Regions from separate parts of the Zea mays genome. Here regions 2, 3 and 4 are each linked to region 1. Evidence: chromatin contacts called from public Hi-C data. All regions are on one chromosome and are shown on one strand. Each heading gives the region's core, a stretch centred on a gene start, on an enhancer-like site or on the middle of the called end of the contact. The rest is flanking DNA. Distances are from core to core; before and after follow the strand shown. Region 1 holds the start of LOC103638912. Region 2 holds the start of LOC103638908 (E3 ubiquitin-protein ligase ATL4). Region 3 has its middle 4.6 kb from the start of LOC100272260. Region 4 has its middle 21 kb from the start of LOC103638908.

What was found. A called contact is a pair of places that touch in the nucleus more often than the background predicts.
Region 2: a Hi-C map of tassel shows a contact between it and region 1, with 2.5 times the contacts expected there. The contact joins the promoter of LOC103638908 here to the promoter of LOC103638912 in region 1. A contact is called at or near these places in 4 of 25 Hi-C or Micro-C datasets (bundle sheath, ear, leaf and 1 more).
Region 3: a contact with region 1 is called in a Hi-C map of leaf, with 4 times the contacts expected there. The contact joins the enhancer-like site here to the promoter of LOC103638912 in region 1. A contact is called at or near these places in 10 of 25 Hi-C or Micro-C datasets (bundle sheath, ear, endosperm and 4 more).
Region 4: a Hi-C map of leaf shows a contact between it and region 1, with 5 times the contacts expected there. The contact joins the enhancer-like site here to the promoter of LOC103638912 in region 1. A contact is called at or near these places in 4 of 25 Hi-C or Micro-C datasets (endosperm, leaf and tassel).

Annotation. Positions count from the first base shown.
Region 1 is chr9:119,157,870-119,160,880 of Zm-B73-REFERENCE-NAM-5.0, reverse strand. It overlaps LOC103638912, which reads right to left and starts at 1,419. Exons shown (of 63, transcript XM_008661702.3): 1 at 999-1,419. The coding sequence starts at 1,095.
Region 2 is chr9:118,934,785-118,937,484 of Zm-B73-REFERENCE-NAM-5.0, reverse strand. LOC103638908 (E3 ubiquitin-protein ligase ATL4) reads left to right here and starts at 1,331. Exons shown (of 1, transcript XM_008661698.3): 1 at 1,331-2,700. The coding sequence starts at 1,616.
Region 3 is chr9:119,014,806-119,017,558 of Zm-B73-REFERENCE-NAM-5.0, reverse strand. No RefSeq gene overlaps it. Among protein-coding and RNA genes, the nearest start is that of LOC100272260, 4.6 kb to the left of the region's middle. Within about 2 kb of position 1,333, at least 18 of the 20 cell types and tissues checked have an H3K27ac peak or open chromatin away from gene starts, as enhancers often do. A contact at or near this core is called in bundle sheath, ear, endosperm and 3 more, where this site is marked.
Region 4 is chr9:118,955,311-118,958,208 of Zm-B73-REFERENCE-NAM-5.0, reverse strand. No RefSeq gene overlaps it. Among protein-coding and RNA genes, the nearest start is that of LOC103638908, 21 kb to the right of the region's middle. Within about 2 kb of position 1,323, at least 19 of the 20 cell types and tissues checked have an H3K27ac peak or open chromatin away from gene starts, as enhancers often do. A contact at or near this core is called in endosperm, leaf and tassel, where this site is marked.

The DNA.
Region 1 (3,011 bases), core at 170-2,669:
CTCCTTTCTTATGTACAATAGTGTCGAAGTCACATCCCATATATTCGGCTTTAGTTCTACTGAGTTTAAAATCTTTGGATTCTAGAGTTTCCCACCACAACCCTAGTTTCATATTTACTCATGCTCGGCTTTCATCAACTAGCTGATCATTTACTGAACAAATTTTGTGAGAGTATTCAAGAAAATCTGTGGCACACAGCACACTCCAGTTACAGTTACTTTGTGTGAACAATCTAGAGTTACTACTTGCATCTCCAGCCTTATATTGTTTACCTAATGGTATGCTTCTCTTTAACAGCAAACTTCATATTCAGGGATCCAAATAATTCACTCCGAGCAGAGTGTTTTTCTAATTCTGTGATTTTATAAGCTAGCGGTGTCAAAAAATTTCACAGATAACCACAGCGCTCTAGCCCCTTGTGCTGACAAATTTCTAAACCAATTTTACAAAATGCTGGTTTGCTTGAAGACATGCTTCGTGGCTGATGACATCTCAACATTGAAGATTGCTGGTAAAAAACGCTCAGAAACAAGCATGCAGTCTTACACCTGAATACCCACAAAAATGTGTCACCAAGTCAGTTCCGTACCTCTCTGACTCTGAACACTGAAACTAAAACCTCTTAGGAACAGTCATAGCTAAAACAGTTCTGTAATCACAGAGGAACCAAAGTGCAACACTAGGGAGTCGCAGATTGATCAAATTCATCAATCCAACTTCTGCCCCTGATATAACTAGCTCAAATTGTTGTCGTTAGCCCCCATCCAATGCAACCACCACGTATAGCATACAAAACAACCCAAGCTCAGACTGAACTCCTCAACGTTATCAATTGATCAGCACTACTAATAGGCACGCAAGACGCAGAAACTTTTAAGATAAAAAATGTCAAACGAACCCCCAAACTGCTAGTGTGCTTACACAAGGAGTCGGATTAATCAAAGCAGGAGCGACGGGCGGATAAGAAGGGAAGTGGCGGCTAGGCGTCCTGACTGACCTCTCCAGACGCTGATCTTTAGCGCCTCCTTGCTGAGGCCCCGGACGTAGTTGCCGAGGTACTTCTGCAGCAGGAAGGCGACCTGGTCCTCCAACATCTCGGCCGCCGCCGGCGATCGGCAGCGCCCGCCGGCGCCACCAACGCGAGACCCGAAGGTGCGGAGGGGCTGAGAAGCGCTCCGCCTGTCGGTCCCCTTGCTCGGCGTGCCGCGTGAGCGAGAAGAGAAAGTACTGGGCTAGCAACACAGCAGACAGCCCACACGCAGGGCAGGCGGTTTCCTACTTTCCTTGTCTTGGACGAGTCGAGGAGAAATGGGAGTAGGGACCAGGGACCAGGGAGGCGGAGGAGATCGCTAGAACAAGCAGGTGGAGCGACTTGCCGGGAATGCCCTCGCTCGTCGGGGACATCTACGGATCTTGCCTCTTGCCTGGGCCCGCGGTTTACGTAAGCCGTCAGGATTAGGGTGCCGTGTGGCGTCCTTTGTGGGACGTGGCGGTTTAGGAAGTGACTTCATCGTCCAGCACGCACGTGAGAGCCCACAGCTGGATCCGTTGAATGAATGGCAAAACACAATTAGGGTTAGTTTGAAGAAAACTCAAATCCCCTTAAAATCTCTATCATTCTCTATCATTTTCTAGTTGCTAATAGGAGGTTTTCTTTCCTGATTTCATCTTCCCTTCTTTCAATCTAGCCCTTAGAGTTGTTAATTTCAAATTAAATAGTGTAGTTACGTCTTGTGTTAGTAAAGAGTTAAACTGTTCTGAAGCTTTTTTATCACCATATAATCAAACTAACAAAAGTCATATAGAATCTAAAAACATTATAGACATAATCTTTTTGGCACTATTGCAGCTACATCCCTAGTATCATCTCATATTTTAAGAAGAAGCACCTAGCTGCCTTTGTAGCTTCCGTGAATAGCTTCATACTTTATAACTAGGTATATGCACGTGAGTTGTCACGAGGCGGAAGAGCGGGGTGGAGCGGTGTCTATACTACAAATATAATTATTGTTTATTCCTTAACACTAAGGTATATGTTGTCTGTTGGTTAGCCCGAAATTTCTAGAGCAAAAAAATGGGTGTGGGTTCGAGTGCTCGCTCTGCACTATTTTTTGTGTGTGCTGAGCGTGGGGAGGGTGAAGTCGTGGTAGCACCAGCCCACATTAGGTTTTTAATAGATTACTAGGAATATACTCATGCGTTGCAACGGGGGACACTTGTGCACGTATAGGTCACTATTTAGTGATGCTATCAATAATCAACTCAGCAATCATAACAAACATCGAAATCTGCCATTTCAAACAACCAAAATTGGCTCAATGCCACTATTAATTGAAATAGGCAAATCCTAAGTTGATAATACATGATACGGTGATATACCATTACCTCCATATAACAATTTTGTATTGTAGGGTGAAAAAAATATAAAAAGGATATCCTAAGCCCATTGAAAGAGGATGGTGAGTTGTGATTATCAAAATTATTTTAGCACACAAATATGACCCTTTTATCTTTTATATTGTGGGAAAATGTGTTGTGGCATGATTTCTATATCTCTATCTCTATTACTTATTAAGGCTGCAAGAGTAGTCTGTCATTGCGTGTTCTGCCACCATTCCTGTTCTGTCATTCCCGTTCTGCCACCATTCTCATTCCTTGTTCTGCATTTCTCATTTGCTGTCATTCTCATGTTCTGCTATCATTCTATGTTTTCGCATTCTCATTCTTTGTTCTCATTCCCCCGTACAGCCCACGTCTACCTAAAATTAAAAAACACATGTCCTCAAGGGGATTTGAACCTGTGACCTCTCAAACAAAGGCCAATAGTAGCTACCGCTACACCACATATGTGTTTATGTCTGCATATATGACAGGAAACACATCTACTACATCTCTCACCAAGCTCACTTGCTACCCTGATAAGTATCACCGAGATTCTTGAATTATATTTTGGATGGAGGTAATATTATTTAAAGAAGAGCTTTGCATGCAATTTTTTTTGTTTGAATAA
Region 2 (2,700 bases), core at 82-2,581, 220 kb after region 1:
ACACAAGTGTTAATTCTATCTATACACTATTGTGAGCAACTTGAGCCATTGTTGTGAGGTGGCTTAAATTTGTTGAAATGTTCAAGTAGTGCGATGAAGGAGCTCCTTGCATATGAGACATGACATGGAGTCATGTGGCTAGATGGATAAGATCAAGAGACATGGTTTAGCTATGAAGGACCAGATTGCTAGTTGCAACGATGAAGAACAAGCAAAGTTATGATTGATAAATCAATAAGGCCACATGATGACATAAAGTGGATCATATCATATATGATGTATCAATCCGTTGAAGAATCATGTTAATTACAAGTAGCTTGATGGAGGTTGGATGCTTATGTGACATCACTGATGGAGGAGATGAAATGGAATACGCAAGTCAAATGTATTTTTTTATAGAGAGTTAAATGTGACTTAAATGTTGCATCTAAATAACTAATACTCCAATAGAAATAGATGAAATAGATGTAGATAAAATAAATTTCTCTTGATGGTGGTTTCACGCGCTTTCCAATACCTTGGAAACCGGGTGACATAGTTTCATGATGATGAAACTAATTTCACCTATTTCATAGTTAAATGTATTGTCATGTCATAAAAAACGTAAGTGACATACTAATTAATATCGTGAAATCTTCCATGAAACTCCCATTCAAAATGACCTTATGCGACTTAGGTAGTGTTTGGTTGAAGAACCAAGTAGAACGTAGTCGTTCCATCCCTGATTCTAAGAACGGAGCCGCTCTGTTCTGTGTTTGGTAATCTGGAACGGAACGACTCTGTTTTTTGTTTGGTTGCAGAGTGAACGGAGCGGAGCGTGACTGTGAGAGCGGGATGAGAACGGAGCGGCTCCGTCCGGTTAATTTTTTGGAGCGGAATGGTTCCGGATCTGAGGAGAATATTCTTTAATCGGAGACATTCCGTTCTAGTTCCGTTGTAACCAAACAGCAACAAAACTGGGATAGAACAGTTCCGTTCTACTTGGCTCTTTAACCAAACACTACCTTAAAGAGTGCTTAATTACAAATTGGTTTCCTCGAGAGCAGTTTTAGACTCTCAGAAATCACTCTAGTAATTTCATGCTAAACCAAATCACTTTGTCGTCTCCTGCTGCTTATGGCGTTTGCGTAATGCGTTGTAAAATAACTTTACAATTTCGTTTCTTTCCTGATATAGATATCGAAAATACCCGCTCACCAGTCATTTATTCCCCGGGGAACGATTTCTAGATATTTCGTGAAATCAAATCGAAAGATGAAAAAGAAAAGGTGCGGCAGCGACACAATTCAACGGGGAGCCAAAACTTTAGGACACAGAGATCTCGTTTGTGAGGAATCTAACACTGCCTCAGCTTAAATATCATTTGTTTGTTGTATAATCACGCAAGAATCCAACGTAACACCTGGTCCAGTCCCAGTCGCAGTCCGAGTCCCATCCCCTCATCTTCTATCAGTCGCCCTGGACAAATTAGCCGGCACAACTATAAATGGCAAGCCGCCACCGGACAAAACTACACTTATAAGCCACGGCCCACGGACAAGCCGTCCTCCACCCGCGCTCGCCACCACACCAGCAGGAGGCAGAGCGCGCGGGCGGCTGGGACAAGTACACGTTGATGGCATCTACCGCCATCCCGTCCCCGCCGCCTCCGGCAGTGCCGGAGCGGAGAGTGCCGCTGGTGCCGCGGCTGGCGGACGATGGCGGCGGGGACGGAAGGGGTGACGCGCGAGGGAGTAGCGCGGGAGGTGGCGGGAGCGGGAGCGGCAGCGTGGCGGGCATCTCGCCGAGCATCCTCGTCATCGCAGTCATCGTGGTGGTGATGCTGCTCGCGTCGCTGTGCATCCACTACTTTATCCGCCACCTCTGCCGCCACGTGGGCCCAGCGGGGTCCTCCTCCTCCTCCTCCTCTTTGTCCCGGCAGGCTCCGCCGCTCCCGCTCGTGGCGCGCCCCGCGGCGGGGGCGTCCGTGGCGCCCGCCGACGGCCAGGGCGGAGGAGGGAAGGCGGCGGCCGCGGCGGAGGCAGAGGCGGAGCGGCTCATCGCGCGCCTGCCGCAGTTCACGCTGTCCTCGTCGCTGGCCGCCGTGCCCAAGTCGTCGCGCGACTGCGCCGTGTGCCAGACCGCGTTCCGCGACGACGACGGGCTCCGCCTCCTGCCCGCCTGCCGCCACGCCTTCCACTCCCGCTGCGTGGACCCGTGGCTTCGCGCCAACCCGTCCTGCCCGCTGTGCCGCGCCTCCATCGCGCTGCCCCACCCGCCGCTCACGGACCTCCTCCGTGTGGAGCTCGGCAGCGTCAGCAGCCGCCGCTCCAACCCGGACGCTGCGGCCGCCGCCGTCCGCGCGTACCCGCTCCCCGGTGGCCTCCCCGACTCGGCGTCGTCGGAGTACCTCGTCGAGGAAGAGCTCCAGGTGGTGCTCAAACCGACCCCGCCCGCCGCCGCCGGGTCCAGCGACCCGACAAGCCAGCAGCAGCAACAGCTCGCCGCGGTGGAGCGCGGGCAGCCAACGTCGTCCGTGGGCCTGACCCCTACGGCATCGTTCAGGTCGACGGCGGAGCGGTGGAGCAGCAGGTGGAGCAACCGGTGGAGCAGCCGGTGGAGCAGCGGGCGCTGGAGCAACCGGTACGACGCTGGGACCGTGACGGCCGCGGCCACGGCGGAGTGGTGGTGGGACATGGACGGCGGCGTGGCCCCCCCGAC
Region 3 (2,753 bases), core at 84-2,583, 140 kb after region 1:
AAAGACTATCAAATTCTGGAAAATAGAATTTGTAGGCACACCAAGTATACAATATTGTAACTTCAGGGGAAAAAATCACCAGGGTACAACTTTATAGCTAGAAAGCATCCACCATCAATTTCCAATAAACTGAATGAATATTTGGGATCCAAAGAAGTACGCAATGTTATAAGCTCTATATATGGCTTGAAGTACATAATGTTACCGGCTGCATGACTTGTTCACTGAGCCTGTAATTATTGTTTGTTGGCCAATAAAAATATCATATCTAAACTGACGCTCGACCATAACCTTCACGAGATCTAATGGATTATGCATATAAGTCAACTATATTTGGACCTGATGCAGACGCCCTTGCTGCGACACTGCCTGTGTTTAGTTTGCTGCTTCACGTGATTGCCTTCTCTAGAGTCTAGTTGTGGTGGAGGCCCAAGTCAATTGGCCAACGGCGATGGGAGTATAATCGGCTAGCGAGTGTGCAGGGGTTGTTGGACGTTTTGGCATGACCAAAGTCGCGCGACAAAGGAAAGATAATGATGCATCGCCCAACTGCCCCGTAGCAGCAGCAGCAGCAGCTGCTGTCAGTGGAAAACGAGAGGAGCATGCGCCGTGCAGCGCGCGGAGCACCACCGCAACTGCACAGCACAAGGAAGGCGCATGCGTATAGGTAGGCGGGGCAACGATCATTGATCCAGCCCGACCGGCACCGCAAACACAACACAACACAACACCCACCCCATTATTCCAAGCACGAGTCGGGTGAAGACAGGTCGCGCTCCAAGGAATTGCACCTTTGTCTTTTCCCCCTCATGTTGCGAGATCCAAGGAATTGCCGGCTCGGCCTCGGCCGATGTTGACGTTTGCATATAGGAGTAGGAGTACCGCACAGGCAGGCTCGAAGAGAGAGAGAGAGAGAGAGAGAGAGAGAGAGAGACAACAAAGTGCGGTATGGCAAGCTTTATTAGCTTTCGCTCACGCGCACCGTCCCAACGGCGCTTCAATGAGGCAAACAAAACACAAGAAGTCGTAACCCATCCCCACCCCGCGGTTTCGCAATCCTATCTCTTCGGATATTCCGGACTGATGCATCCCTCGCCCTCCCACCCGGCCAGCAAAAGCGGCGGGACGTTTTTCTCCAGCGCAAGCCAGTCGTGGTGCCATCCATCCATGCCTATGGAATTGCCAATCGAGGTGCACAGCACCACCCACACAGTGTTGCGTAGTACTGTAAGTACTTGTGTGTGACAGGAAGGTCAAGAACTCGTGCAGTCAGCAGACCTGCACAACCGCTGCGCGGGAACCAACGGTCATCCCCGGTGGAGCAGTGGGCACCACCAGACCACGCCGACCCCATTCGCCACTCTACTACTAACTTTGAATCAGCCCATCAGTGCGGGTGGGCCCAACTTCCCACCAAAAGGCCCGAGATCCCGTGACCGGTTGCGATCATGCGACCCGGGCGTCCTCTCCTGCCGTTGGCGGTCGCGGTTGCGCTCGCGACCAATTTGTTAAGAATTAATTCAACGGTGATCTCATCTTTACGAAAAGACACCCGTTCAGAAAAAGGTACAACCGTTCGTCGCCAGGATGCATGAAGCAAAGGACTCCGGGAAATAGAGATAGTTAGTGATTAGGTATCTGTTAGAAAAGGTGTCTGTTAGTGAAAAGTTGTAACTCTTTCTCTCTCTCTGTAATCCACGAAGGGGTACAAAGACACCTCTTCACTGTGTATAAATATGTACTAGATCAATGGAAAGGGACTACGAGTTCTCATTCTCTGTTCACACAACCGTTTACAATTAACACGTTATCAGCACATAGACTCAGACACTGAGTTTTGGACAGAGGAAACATCGTGGAATAGAAGAACAGAAGAACGCGAAGAAAGGAAAAACATCGCAGAATACAAGAACAGAAGAACGCGAAGAAAACTGTAAGTACAATGCCACCGATTACTCTTCGACGCGTCGTTCAGGCGATCCGCCGTGCCGTCATCAGGGAGTTCCTCCGCGCATACCGTGAAGGAATCCTCGACGACAATCGGATTGGCTTTGCCATTCACAGGGTAATGGTGAATCTGGTTAACACCGGTGTCACCGGTGTCTGGATTCCAAATCGCCGCAGTCATAATCGCAGTTCATCTCGTCGTCGTCGAGCACCACCAGTGGTGGTTCCCCCTCCACCGCCGGCGACAGCAACGTCCACACAAGTACCTGCATCAGTGTTTCAAATGGGAGGGACTTACCCGCACGGTTACTGTCCGTTTCACGGATTCGGACCATGTGCTCTGCGCGACGCAGGCGTTCTGGAGGCTACTCTCACCGCCGCCTACCAGTACTACAACTCTCAAGCGCAACCTGATGCAGTACCCATGGAGGAGATGCTCGCCACGGTCGCGGCTCCAAACCTTTACTCACCGACACCGGAGGTGGAACCTACTGCACCGCGTTGGAGACCACCAACACCGGCACCGCCAGGTTTCGGTCGTCCTCCAACCAGAGCAGCAAGAACAGGGTGTCCACCCTTCTTCAACGACGACGAGGTCATACCACCACCACCATCCGCGGTCCCGATGCCATCCCCTGCCTTGATTGAACGCAGCCGAGGTGCACAAATCGGACTGTGGGCGAACCTCAACTCCGTTAAAGTCGAATCCCCAAACTCTGACGGCGCCAGTGCATCTGGTTTCCTTCTTCTCTGATGAGGAGAGGGAGGATTCTCTGTCCTAAAAAAACAGAGGAAGAAGGGGAGGA
Region 4 (2,898 bases), core at 74-2,573, 200 kb after region 1:
CATAAGGAACCCCTGACTACACTACACATGGAGGGTGGAGTGGTGGTTGGCAAAATGGCAAGGAACGAACGCTTTGGCTGTCCTCATGGCACCACAGGAATGGAATTTCAATTTCTAGACCTGAATCACTGAATGGACGACCACAGCGGCCCCGGAAACTTGCTTCCGAATGAGGCCCGCCCAGGTGGCAAGTGCTGCGTGCATCTCAGAGCACAACAATGCCTTGCCTGCCATATGGTATAGCAGGGCTCAGTGGACTGCCTGTCTTTACGCGCGGGAGCACTCGTGAAGAGAGATAGTGCGTGTACGTACTACTCTCCTAGATCGCATCTGATCTGATCATGCAGCATAGATATGGACTGGCGGCAGGCAACGACACCGACGCATTCGTTGTCTTCAATCCTCTTCCCGAATCCTCAAGCCACCGCCAGCACGCAGCACCACCACTAGCCTCTGCCTCTCCTCCTCGATCACTTGCTTTCCATCGCGTGGTCTCCTCGCTCGCTCGCTGTCTGTCGCTCGCTGCGACGATGGAACCAAATATGATGCAGTTAGTACTGACGGACAGAGCAGCAGAGAAAGAGAGGGCAAAGGAACAGGGGCACTGCACGCTCCACCTCTCAGCGTCTGAATGGTGTCGCCATTGCGGAGCCCAACGCCGAGACAGCGACGACTGACCCACGCCCCCATTATTCCTCCGCCCACCTCCGGCATGTGGTGTTTAAAAAAAAACCATTTGTAAAAATAATACCATATTTTCCACAGCACGCCGACTGATGACATGGCCCTATTGGTCGCACACATATCCTTAGGCTCCGTTTGTTTCGTTGGAATTGAATTCTATTTTAATAATTATAATTTAGACAAAACTAATTAAGTTCATATATTTAAATATGTAATATATTTGTATATTATCCTAAATCATATGAGAGATAGTTATATACCATATTTATGTTATAGCAAAGTAAGTAGAAGAGAGTGCTATAAATTGTGCATTGGAAAAATATCATGTAAATCTATAAAATCAGTTTTTATCTATCACCACATGAATTTGAGATATGCTTATATGATTACTTTGGAAAGTGGTGGAATGTCACATTTTTTTAAAAAAAATAGTCTATTCCATTAGTAAGATTCTAATCCTCAAAATAAAAGAAAACAAACGAGACCTGATGGATTTTCTGAAAGTTTTTTTAAGGTTGAACTTTGATAGGGTCGGCGGACAGTCGGACTTCATTTCCACGCGCTGGTGTGATGGTGTCGACTTCGCTGGCTTGGTTAGCTGCAGATGCAAGGCTGCAGCATAAAACCACGACTGGGCCTGCCTGTACAATCTCAAAGATAACTAAACCGGAGAAGCCCATATGTCGAACTACACGTAAAGATTAGGCCCGTAGAGCGCTTTGCGCCGACAGTTCCATTTCGTGTGTCAGCTAGTTTGTGATAAACACATATTCCATTCGTCAACCCGAGAAGGAAGCACTTTTGGGGGCGCGAGAATCGGTGCGTCGGCAAATCAAAAGGGGAAGGAGGCTCGTAAAAGACTGCAGGCCCAGGCCAGGCCGGGCGGCTGCAACTCCACCTAAAGACGAAAAAAAAAGGTAGGCACAGGCACAGCAGCCAGGGACACCCCCTCAGCTTTCAGCTCCCGGGCGAATCATTCATCTGCACTCACTGTGCTGCGCCCGATCGCCGTCGTCTGCAGCTGCACGGCCACGGCCACGGCAGTGTGTGAAACAAGCAAAGCACGGCGCAGGGCAGCGCAGCGCAACACGGAGACGCGCAGCTGCCTGCCTGGCTGACACTAGTCATCATCACCATCTTCTCTTCCTCTTCCACCTCCTGCTGCTGCTGAAGAGGGAGGAGAAGAGAGCGCGGTCTGCCAACAGCTCCGTCTATTTTCTGCCAAAAGCTATTAGCTGCTCGTTCTGCACTGCAAAGTATGGGATTAGCTAGCTCGTGGAGCTAGGTTATGGCCGGTTCAGTGCAAAGATGTTCAACGTGAAGTTTTTGCTCGATCGATTCTGATTTATGATCGATCGATCTCGCTGGCTCTTTTCAATTCCTATCACGCGCTCTCCAAAGACAGCTGAACAAATTTCAGTTCCATTGCATTACAGTATTAATTCTCTCGATCGGTTCTAAATTACAAGATGTTCTAAAACAAATTACATACATAACTTCTGTTATACATTAAATTTAAATTATATCTAGATATATAAGTAAAGCTATATATTAGAAAAAAAAAGACAAAATATTTTATAATTTGGAACCGGGAGTGTACTGTTATACAACACTTGGGTGGTGGTGTTCTCTGCTGTCCATTAAAGAGATTTTCACTTTATTTAAAAAAAAGGAAAAAGGAGGCCAGCCGGGTGGGCCGCTACCAGACTTTTTGGCCGAGCTAGCCCACCGGCTAGCACTTTCTAGGGCACGACGAATGCCATGCCACACGAGTAGGAGAGGAGGTCGTGCGGGTGGCGGCGCTGAGGGCTGAGCAGTTTGGTTCTGGCCAAATTTCATGTCGTTCGCTGCTCAACCTCCTCCAGTTCGGCTCTTGAAATATGGAGTCTTTCTCCCTGCTCTTGAGCTCGCCAAAAATCTCAGCTCTCTGTTTCTATTCCTCCTCTCGGTTCCAGTCACGGTTTGGATCGATTCCTTCGATTCTTAGTGTTTTGGCGTTAATCCTGCTGGAGGAAGAAGGTGGAGGTGGTGCTGTTCTTGTGCAGCGAGGTTCTCTTGTGCCCCATTGACTCATCAGTGCACCTGTGTGGTGCTATGTCTGTTCTGATTATTGTCCACCGTGGCCTGGTGTTTGGGCTCCCTGCTGCGCGGTGTTCGTCTTCTCGGGCTGGTGCCGTGGACGTCTCCCTCGGCTCCGGCAGCGGCTCTAGTATC